Linked DNA regions of Ovis aries: region 2 is linked to region 1. Evidence: chromatin contacts called from public Hi-C data. All regions are on one chromosome and are shown on one strand. The core of a region is the stretch at or near the end of the contact, and the rest is flanking DNA. Distances in the headings are between cores, read along the strand shown.

What was found. A called contact is a pair of places that touch in the nucleus more often than the background predicts.
Region 2: a Hi-C map of hypothalamus shows a contact between it and region 1, with 5 times the contacts expected there. The contact joins the enhancer-like site here to the promoter of CNTFR in region 1. A contact is called at or near these places in 8 of 16 Hi-C or Micro-C datasets (blood, hypothalamus, liver and 4 more).

Annotation. Positions count from the first base shown.
Region 1 is chr2:36,974,674-36,979,588 of ARS-UI_Ramb_v3.0, forward strand. CNTFR (ciliary neurotrophic factor receptor) reads left to right here and starts at 1,402. Exons shown (of 13, transcript XM_060410884.1): 1 at 1,402-1,591.
Region 2 is chr2:37,063,460-37,068,369 of ARS-UI_Ramb_v3.0, forward strand. It overlaps DNAI1 (dynein axonemal intermediate chain 1), which reads right to left. Exons shown (of 19, transcript XM_042243087.2): 10 at 2,763-2,880; 11 at 2,441-2,484. Among named protein-coding and RNA genes, the nearest start is that of ENHO, 27 kb to the left of the region's middle. Within about 2 kb of position 1,397, at least 15 of the 54 cell types and tissues checked have an H3K27ac peak or open chromatin away from gene starts, as enhancers often do. A contact at or near this core is called in hypothalamus, where this site is marked.

The DNA of each region.
Region 1 (4,915 bases), core at 152-2,651:
TGGGAGTCCCTGAGGCATTTGTTGGGAAAAGGGCCCGGGCGCTCTGGGCAGCCTACTAGGAAAGGGTGTGAGGAAGTAGCGAGATACTTCCTTCCCCCTCTTCCCCGCCCGCAAACCTCGCACAGCTCCCCGGAGGGGCCAGGCAGCTGGGATTATGGGTCAAAGGTCAGATGAAAAATCCAAGGGGTGGGGATGGGGGTGGGCCACTCGTTCTCCGCCCCCTGGCATTCACCCTTTCTGTGGCGCTCTCCTGTGGCCTCAGAAGTAGTCCGGTTGTCTAACCTGAATGCCTCCCTGTAATAGCCAGACCCCTAGGCCCCGGGGCGCGGGAAGTGAGCACACCAGCCCGCCAGAGGCCCAGGCTGCGAAAGGGAAGCTCGAGGGGTGAACCTCCAGCGCCCAACTCTGGCACTCGCGCTCTGGCACTGCCGACCCGGGCAAAAAGGGCGCACTCCCTACATCCCGCATCCCAGTGGCGGTCAATCCCAGGCTGTGTGTCCGGGGATGAGTTAGGTGATGGTGAAGGAGAGGGGAAAGGGGTAGTTGTGGTGTATCACCGGAAATTTGATGGGAGGGGAGGGCCTGGGTTTTCAGCCTGGTCCACTTCGGGTCGTGCGAGCAAACAGTCCCCCTTCCTTCGATGTGAGGGGTGTACGTGTCTAAGACTGGGAGAGGGGGCGTCGTTGCTGGGGGCGGTAGGAGATCTGGGAGGGGCGGAGGCGGCTGGCCTCTCCGGCCCAAAGTAGGGCCTGGGGGCTCCTGCTCCAGCTCTTCTCACGGAGATGCTGGCGGGAGGACCCTGAGAGTTGGCCCCGGGTGTGCCAGGGTGTCCGTGCGAGGCACTAAGGGCTCGAACTTGCGGGAGTGTGCGTCGCGGAGACCTGGCCAAGGCTGAGCGAACGAGGGAGTGTGAATGAGCGACCCTGGGGGATTGGATGCGCTCCCAGCGGCCCTGGGGAATCCGGCCGAGTGGGTGTGGGTGTGGGTGTGCGCGCGTTTCTGAGACCCGCGGTCCCGGCTGCGCGTGAAGCACGGGGACTACAGCCGTCTGGAGGGCGTTCCCGAGAGACGGTGAAGGCGAGGGGGCCACGCGTGCCAGTGCGGGCGAGTGTGCCCGCGGGGGGAGGGCGGGAGCCAGCCTGAGTGAGGGGGAGTGGGGTCTCACAGGCCTGCGCAGGATGACTGTGCCCGCGCGTGCCAGGAGCGGGAGCGTGCCACGGCGGGGGCGCGCGGGGGCCGTGGTCGGGAGGGGGTCGCGGCGCGCGGCCGCAGAGGCGCGGGGAGACAAGGAGGGAGGGGGAGGGGAGCGAGGGCGCGCGCGGCCGGGCGGGCGCCCGCGGTCACATGGGCGAAGGAAGGAGGGAGGGAGCGCGCGAGGGAGGGAGGAGGATGGGGGGGGTTAAAGCCGCCGAGCGCCGAGGAGCCGGTGCAGAGCGGGCGGCGGCGGCAGCGGAGGCGGCGGCTCCAGCCGGCGCAGCGCGGGGCTCGGCGGCGGGATCCGGCGGCGGTGCTAGCTCCGCGCTCCCTGCCTCTCTCCCTGCCGGAGGCGGTCGAAGAGCTAGGTGCGGAGCCCCGGCGGCCCGAGAGCGCGGTGAGTACCTCGCGCGGAGTGCGCGCGGCCGGACCCTCAAACCCTCAGGTTGACCGACAGATCCGCGGCCCTCGTGCGCGCGGGAAGAGGGAGGGGATGTGCATGGGCCCGAGACTGGGGTGGGGGGGACAAGAAAGTTCACGGGAAACTTTGCCCGTAAACTCGGGGGCGGGGGCGCAGAAGAAGCAGCCCCCCACGTCCGGGCGCGCCGGGGGTTGGGCGTGGTGGTGGTGGGGCGGACAGTCGGCCGGCGGGAGGTGGCAGGGATCGATTGCCCTAGCACCGGGTTCTCCCTGACCTCTCAACGTCGCGCGCAGGGTCTGGGAAAATTCCGGAGCTGGGGGGTCGTAGTGACCCCCGCGCGCCCAGAGGCGGCTTCCTTCTCCAGCAGAAATCTGGACTTGAAAGCGCCCAGGGGTGTGAACGGAAGGTTGCGCGTCCGCCAGTATATGGGTGTCCATGAGAATCCGCTTGTGTGTGTGTGTGTGTGTGTCGGCGCGAGCCTGCCTGTGGTTTCCTCGTGAGTCCGCCTGGATGTATCTCCGTTTAGTGGGTCTCCTCCAGAATCTCTTTGTAAGTGCTCCCGTGTTGTGTGTCCGTGTGAGTCCGCCTGCGGTGTATCCCCGCCTCTTTGTGAGTCTGCCGGTGTGTGTCTTCCCCTAGTGCGGCTCTGCTGGAGCCAGCCTGGGTGTCCCTGTGCTGCTCGGAGTAGTGTAGCACCCGGTGCGTGGGGGCTGGGCTGCGGGGAGGTCACCAGACGGACAGCTCTCCTCCTCGGCTCCGAGCCTCTCCTCTCCCAAGCCTCTCTTCCAGCGCTAGATCTCGCGCTCGCCCGCTCCCTTGGCCCCCTCCCCCCGTCAGTAGCTTCAGGCAGGCAGGACTATTTCACGCCTTGTTGAAAATTCAGGATTTTCTTTCTCTTTCCGTCTAGTCTCTCTCTTTTGAGAAGTGTCTGTGTGGCTGGCAGTGTTGTGTCTGCAACACTGGGTGTGTGTGTGCATGCCGCTGGAGAAGTGTGTCTGTAACGCTATTTGCTTTGCCTGTAGTACTTAATGTAATTGTGTCTGTGTCACTGGGGGTATTCCTGTGGCTGTAATCACGGAGGTGGTGGGTGTATGAAATGCTGGGTGTGTTTGTGCATCTGTAATTGCTGTTTGTTGGGGGGTCTGAAACACTGAGTGCATTTTTGTGTGTCTAACTCTGGGTATGATTGTGTACCAATGCATGTATGGGGATGATGGAGCTTGAACAATTAGATGTTTCTATGGCTGTATGGCTAGCCAGAGCTTGGTAGGTGGAGGGGACTGTGTCTCCATAGATTCTGCATACCTGTTCCACTGCCAAAATCCACACAGATCCTCTGGGCTGGTTCTTAGGGCTCCTGGTCGGGATTGGTGCCATGCAGCTCAGGTTCACTCACACTCCATCACGGTTGATACTCCGACTGGGACCCTGAGCCTTATGTGAAAAGTAGGAGTTTAAAGTTCACGTGCAAGACTTCTAGAGGCTCTGGAATTTATACTCAGCTTCGTACTGGGACAGTTAAACTCATATGGACTCACACTCAGAATTACCACAGGACGGTGGACTTCCACTCAGATTCACACTTATATTCTGGTCATATCCAGTGATATATTTCAGTCCTGGAGTTTACACTCAGACTCACATTGGGACTCTAGGCTCACACTCTAGATTCACATTTCTGTCCTGAGGCTCATAGGCTAATACTGAGACCTAGACCCCAAGCTCAGAACTCCCAGAGGTCCTAAGGCTCACACTGGGACTCACACTGGCACCATGGAGCTTTCTCAGATTCACACATTCTAGGGCTCACACCCAGACTCACTTGGGGAACCAGGGGTTCATTTGAGCTCAAGGACTCACATAGGACATTGGGTTTCATACATGCATGCTCACATCTTGGAGTTCACACTCAGATTCACACTAGGACACGCAAGATACTCACTTCCATCCTGGGATCACTTAGGGACCCATACTTATAAAGGGACCCCAGTGCTCATGCTCAGACTCACATGGGGAACCTTAGCTAACACTCAGAAAGCCCCGAAGACCAGGGGCTCACATGAACACTAGGACTCTTGCCTGTACTGACTTGTTTGGGAATCCTGGGGCTCACAGTTAGACTCCCATTTCAGCCCTGGGGCTTATAGTCATATGCACAATGAGACCAGCATTCACACTCAAACCTAAACTTCCATCTTGGTGTTCACACTCAGACTGACATCCCTGGTAGTTACATTAAACTTGCTTCCATCCTGGGGCTTAGATTCAGACCCCACGGCTCACATTCAGACTGGTACTTGCAACCTGAGGCTTTCATATTCACATGGAAACCCTGGGATTCACACTTAAAATCACACTAAGTTAGCTTTCCATTCTGGGACACTCAAACCCACATTAGGATTATGTTCACACTCCCAGGGGAACTTAGAACTCACAGTTCAACTCACCCATGCTTTCACTGGTTTATGGTATGTCTCGGGGCAGCTGGGGACCGGAACAGAGACTATTACAAGATCTGTGTTCTCCAGAGGTGGGGAGTGGAAGAGATATGTGTTTGGTCATGTCCATTACTTGGGTCGTGGGCTGGTGGAGAGTGGTGGGAAACACCCAGTTAAACCTTTCTGCCTGTTCTTCCAGAGGAGACTAGGCTCTCAATCACTCTCAGGACGGCTGAGTGGCTTTTTGGTTCAGGGGTGACATGTACCCTTAGGGTTCCCTATGAACCATGTACATGCACAGTTTTGTTCAGTAGTTTTGGGTACCTCTCCTGTGATAGAGAGGGTCAGGTATGGGGAAATAAGACTAATGTTTCCCAAGACATCGCCCCCATCCCAGTCATCCTTCAGATGGGAGCAGCGTGACGGCTGACTTGAGGGGGATAGACATCTGGCTTCTTTGACCTCTCCAAGATGGCGAATCTCTGATTCTGCGGGAGATGGTAGCCCCAGATCTGTGGTGAGAAGGTGGCTGGAGGAGAAGACTAGTGGAACACACCCTCTTCTCTCTCCTTTTCCCTGGCTGGAACGGGGTTGGGCCACGTTTTGTTATATCTCCCAGTGTCTCCTGGAATGCCTGAGTCCTCATCCTGTCTCCAGCATCTGCCTGGGGTTCTCCAGTCTGCCTCCCAAAAGAGCAGTAGTTCTTCGGGGGTGGGATGGGGTGGCAGTTGGGTCAGGTTGCAATCAGTCTTAGGACTCCACCTGCCTTGAAGACACTGCTCGGGGCTTTACACCCTTCTTTTTGTGGAGGCCAGTGCACCAGCACCCCACGAAGTAGGGATCTGGCTCTCAGGCTCAGATG
Region 2 (4,910 bases), core at 147-2,646, 89 kb after region 1:
TTCCTAGGTACCTGCCTTCCCCTGCCCGAGTCTTATTTGATCAGGTTAGAGAGTCAACATTGGGGTATCTCAGGCAAAAAGAGTCCTGGGCTGAACTCATCAGGGTCAAGCCCAACAACAAACCCAAACTCTCACTTCAGAGTTTGTTCACATGAGGCAAAGCCTGAAGATGGGAGGCAGGCATCTGGGAATTTCCAAAGATAGGGTAATTGAGGTTGGTGAGCAGCTGCTCCTCACAGCAAACCATGCGGGCATTAAGGTGCCTTTTTCCTGGCCTTGGCTTTGCTCACTTTCTTCCAAGGGGACACCCGGGTATTTGCAGCATGGGGCTCCCTGGGGCAACCTCAGGAGTGAGTGCAGGAGCCCTTTGAGTCCCAGTCCAGCCTGGCTCTGCTTAGGCCTCCACAGGGTGGTACTGAGATGTGCAAGGCTGTGAGGAATAGATGCCCAGTGGAAAGCTGGCCAACAGCTCCCGTGCCAGTGAGAATAATACTACTGCCTCTACTGGGCCCAGCTGTCTAAGAGAAGAGGTGGGGCCTCATCTGACTCCTCCCTGTCCCCAACAAGCCCCTCTCTCTGCAGCCCTGCCAGAAAGCTAGGAAACAGAAAGACAGACAAATCAGCAACATTCGTCCTTTCTGTGCAGAAGGTTCCTACAGCTCAAGGGGCACATTTGCTGCTTTTCTTCCATGTGTGTCTCATAACATGATAGAGGGTACCAGGCGTCAGCCTCTCCAGGTCACCAGAGGAAAAACCAAGGCTCAGAGCAGCTTTCAGCTCCAGGTCACATCACTGGGAAGTGACCCTCCAGCCAGAAGGTCTGCAGCTGATAGTAGTGCTACCCAGACATGTGGGTGTGGCCGACAAAGGACAAAGAGACCCTTCCAGGGCGCACACCTGCTCAAAAGAGCCCACTGGGCCCATTGGAATTGGGGCCATCAATTCCTGGTGGGGGTGTCACTCTGCGCCACTGCCTCTGGCTAACACTGCCCCAAGGACAACCTCTATATGACCCCAGCCAGCTGACACTCCACTCGGTGAAAGGAGGAGACGGGAGAGCTGAAGCAGTTTCTCCTCCCACCTGCTGGGGAGCCTCCCCACTCTCCCCACCTCAGTCCTGGGCAAACAGCCTGGGCTGAGAGCAGCCCCAGAGAGGGGTCCACACCCACTCCTAGGAGGCCCGCTCAGCACCCGGCCCACGTCCAGGCCCAGTAGCTGCAGCAGGGGGAGGAATGTGCTAGCTCCCTGCCAGAGGGGGTGGCTGCCTCCTGCTTGGCAGCAGCCCACCCTCGGGAGTGGGGACACAAAGCGGGCATTTAGGGCATCCTCGGAGGCGGCCCAGACCATGAGACTGGGAGCAGCTCCAAGGGTTTCCTCCCTGAGAGGAATGACAAACACCCACTCCTCTTGGCCCTCGCCTTCCTCCCCCACCCCGGGCAAAGAATGGGCTGGGCGGGCAGGCGGTCTGAGGGGCAGAGACCGGGAGCTTGTACGCCTGCCAGCCAGCAGCAGCTTGGAGAATGGGAAGGTTTTTCTGTTTGCAGAAGCTCATTCTCTCAGCCAGAAAGCGCGCTGTCAGCCCGGGGAGCTGCTGCTTGCACGAAGTCTGGGGCCCTCTCCTGTTAGGAAGGGGGAATGTCCAGGCCAGAGGGGAGGCAGGGGCTTCTGCAGGGCCCAGGAAACACGAAGGAAAGCCACACAGTTCCCACAGTGCTGCCTCCCACTGAGGGGTGAGGGAAGCTGCCGGGGAGAGAACATCCCATAAGGCAGTGGTCTCCAAGGGGGCAGGGGCCAGTGATGAACATCAAACCCTTGTCCGCCACCTGCTCCAGGGGCTGCTCTGGAAACTCTCTTCATGCAGATCCCACCATCCAGGCCCTCCCAGGTCTGGCCCAGTCCACCTTCTCATGCTTCTCAAGCCCACTTCTCCAGCTTCACTCCACGCTGGTGGTTCAGAGCCTGCCCTCTTTGGGATGCCTTCCCTCCCAACTGTCTCTAGCCTCCAGTTTCCTGCCTGCAGTTCCTCCCTGTAGTGGTGGTGTCCCTGCCCTTCTCAAATTCCTTCAGTGGTTTCCCTTTGAGAGAAGGTCTAAGCTTCTTGGGATGGCTTACTAGGCCCTTTGGGGCTGCCCCGCCCCCTCTACAGCCTCATTTCCTCCCATATCTCTCCTGCCTCCAGACCTTTGCTGCTGCCTCAGACGGAAGTCCTCTGCCCCTCTTTCTTCACCGTAATAACTCCTTCGAGGCTCATTTTGGCATATTCCTTCACGCAGCACTAATTGCCAGTGTGATGGTGGGGCTTCTCCCCTAGACTGTGAGCAGTGTGACTAGACCTTAGTCATCTCTGTATCTTTCACACCTGGCAAAGAGTTCTGCACTGAGTAGGTACTTAGTGTTTGTTGGTTGAGTAAGCAGATGAACAAATAGCCGGATGACTTACAGGAGCCATGTCCCACTGCAAACAGATCATTGTACTTTGGATTCCTGCAAAAGAAATAAGAACCCATCAGCCTAGGAAATGGACATGGTTTGCCCATGGATACAAGCCTTCCCATGTACGCTGGTGCCTTAACTGCACTGCAGACAGACACTGTTGACCTTAGAGACCTAGGGCGGTTCCATAAGAATCCCAGTCTCACTTTTTCCCATAATGCTATGTGTCACCTTCAAGGTGGTTGAGCTTGGGTAGGAGCTGCTTGCTTGTGGCTTGGTACCCAGCAGGTGCTCAGGCACTCCAGGTTTTCTGCAATGCTTCTACTCACCAGCAGAGGGCGGTGACGGCCAGGCGCTTCGCTTTGTCATTTTGGAACTTCCAGAGAGGCAGCAGGGTACCCTCCTGGTCCCGATACTCGTCAGCCGCATCCTCATAGTACTTAAAATCTTAAATACACACAAACTGAGTGAGCCCTGGACTACCGTTTTCTGTCTGTACCTCTTTGGCCAAAACAATTAACCTCTTTGTGTGTCTGAGTGGCAATCGTAAGAATACCTACCTCAAAGGACTACTGTGAGGATTCATTGCTAATACACGTAAAGTACTTAGAAAAATACCTGGCACAGAGTAAGCTCTCTGTAATGTTGTTGTTACTGTTATCGTTGTTTTTGGAGGTAAATGACACTAAAGTGGCTATGTCCCTGAGGATAAAATTCCAGGTTTCCCCATCTTCATATTCACTGCCAAGCCCACCACAGTGAAGCCGCCTGGCTCCCTCATGGGTGCTCTGAACTCAAATTCATCTCCTGCCCTAAACTCTCTCTACCTCTCATTTCCTTTAACTTAGGCAGAAGCCGCACCCATCTTTCTACTTGTCTATACCAGAAATTTTGGTAATCCTTCACTGACCTCTTTTCATCATTCCTCATATTTTCCTTCTGATTATCTTTTTAATCCACTCACTTCTCTCCAGCTCCATAGCCACAGTCTAGGTTCAGTCCCCAACAGCCACCACCCAGACTACAACACCACCCTCCCAGCTGGTCTCCCTACCTCCAGACTTTCCTCCTCCAGTCCACATTCCGCAGAGCCGTGAGAGGGAGAACAAATAAACCAGCTCCCCACTGCCCTGAAAAACCCCTTGGTGGCTCCCCTGGCACAGGCGCTTCCTGATTGAACCAAGGCTCCAAGCCACTACCATGTCACCTCCAGCCAGCTGTTCGCGTACTCTCTACATCAAAGTGTCGAAAATGCTCTGCTCCTCCTGGAAACTCCCACTCACTCTAGATCCAGATCAAGCTCCTCCTCCTCTACGAGGCCTTCACTTTGTTGCTGAGCAGACAGAGTTCACCTCCTCCTCCACCCCACCCCTGCCTCTGGTCTGCTGAAACACGGGCCACACAGCGTTGCCTCTCGGTGTCCTTTCGCCTGTCTCCCCCAGCCCACAGCTCTAAGGGAACAGGAAGCACAGTGCCTAGCACAGGGCCGGCCACAGAGCGGGCACCCGGTGATTGTTCAAAGAAGGCAACAAAATATATCAACAAAAGGGAAATAGTTCTCAGTCTTCTTTCCAACCAAGGGTGCCCCAGTAGAAAATGATCCTCTCACACACCATGGTCAAGGATAGGCCCAGGTACAGCCCCAGCCTCTCTCCCAATGTCCCACACTTTGATGTTTGGGGACTTACATAAAATCCTCAAAAATGGCTCAGAACAAAAAAAGATTAGAGTGGTCAGAGGTGTGAGCCTTGATCACATCAGAAATCCCTGAGCTTGGGCTGTCTTTGAAAAGACTTCATTTCGGAGAGATTAACTGGTAACACTTCTGTTTTCACTTCTCCTTCACAAATACACTTTCCCAAAGGGAAAAGTGTATGCAATTAAAAAAAAAATCAAAGTTCAATGCATTTTTATGTGTCTGTGTTCTTATAAATGAAAAAGGTTCACCAAGGCCAATTTCTCCATGGATATTAATCATGTTTGCAGCCCTTCAGTGGGCTGCTTGCAGAGACTGGGTTTCAGGAAGCCAAGCTGTGTGAGTGACAAATTCATTCACAGCTGCCGTGTACTTTTGACAGCTCTGAAAAGCACTCAAGGTCGTTTTCCAGCCTGAATGATAACAAGGGGGCTTGTTTAGGCGGCTGGTCTTGGCAGCCCTGGTTTCTCTGTCCCACGGGTGAGCAATGAGCATCAAGTCACGGAGAAGAGCCCTGGGCTGTCAGCAGAGGAGATCAGCCAGCAGTGGGGAACTGCCAACTCCAGGGAGGCAGCCGCTCCAAATAAATGCACAACCTCTCAGGGAAATACAAGCCACTTGGGAATGTGCTGTTCATGCCATGGGAAGGATTCCGTTTCCCTGGCTCTGTCAAAGACGCCAGAATTTCCCAGGCCCCCAGGATTTAAGCATTTCTGAATCAATCTCTTGCTTCACCACATCACTAATTAATCACTCGCATAGACCTATTGAGTGTTTATTT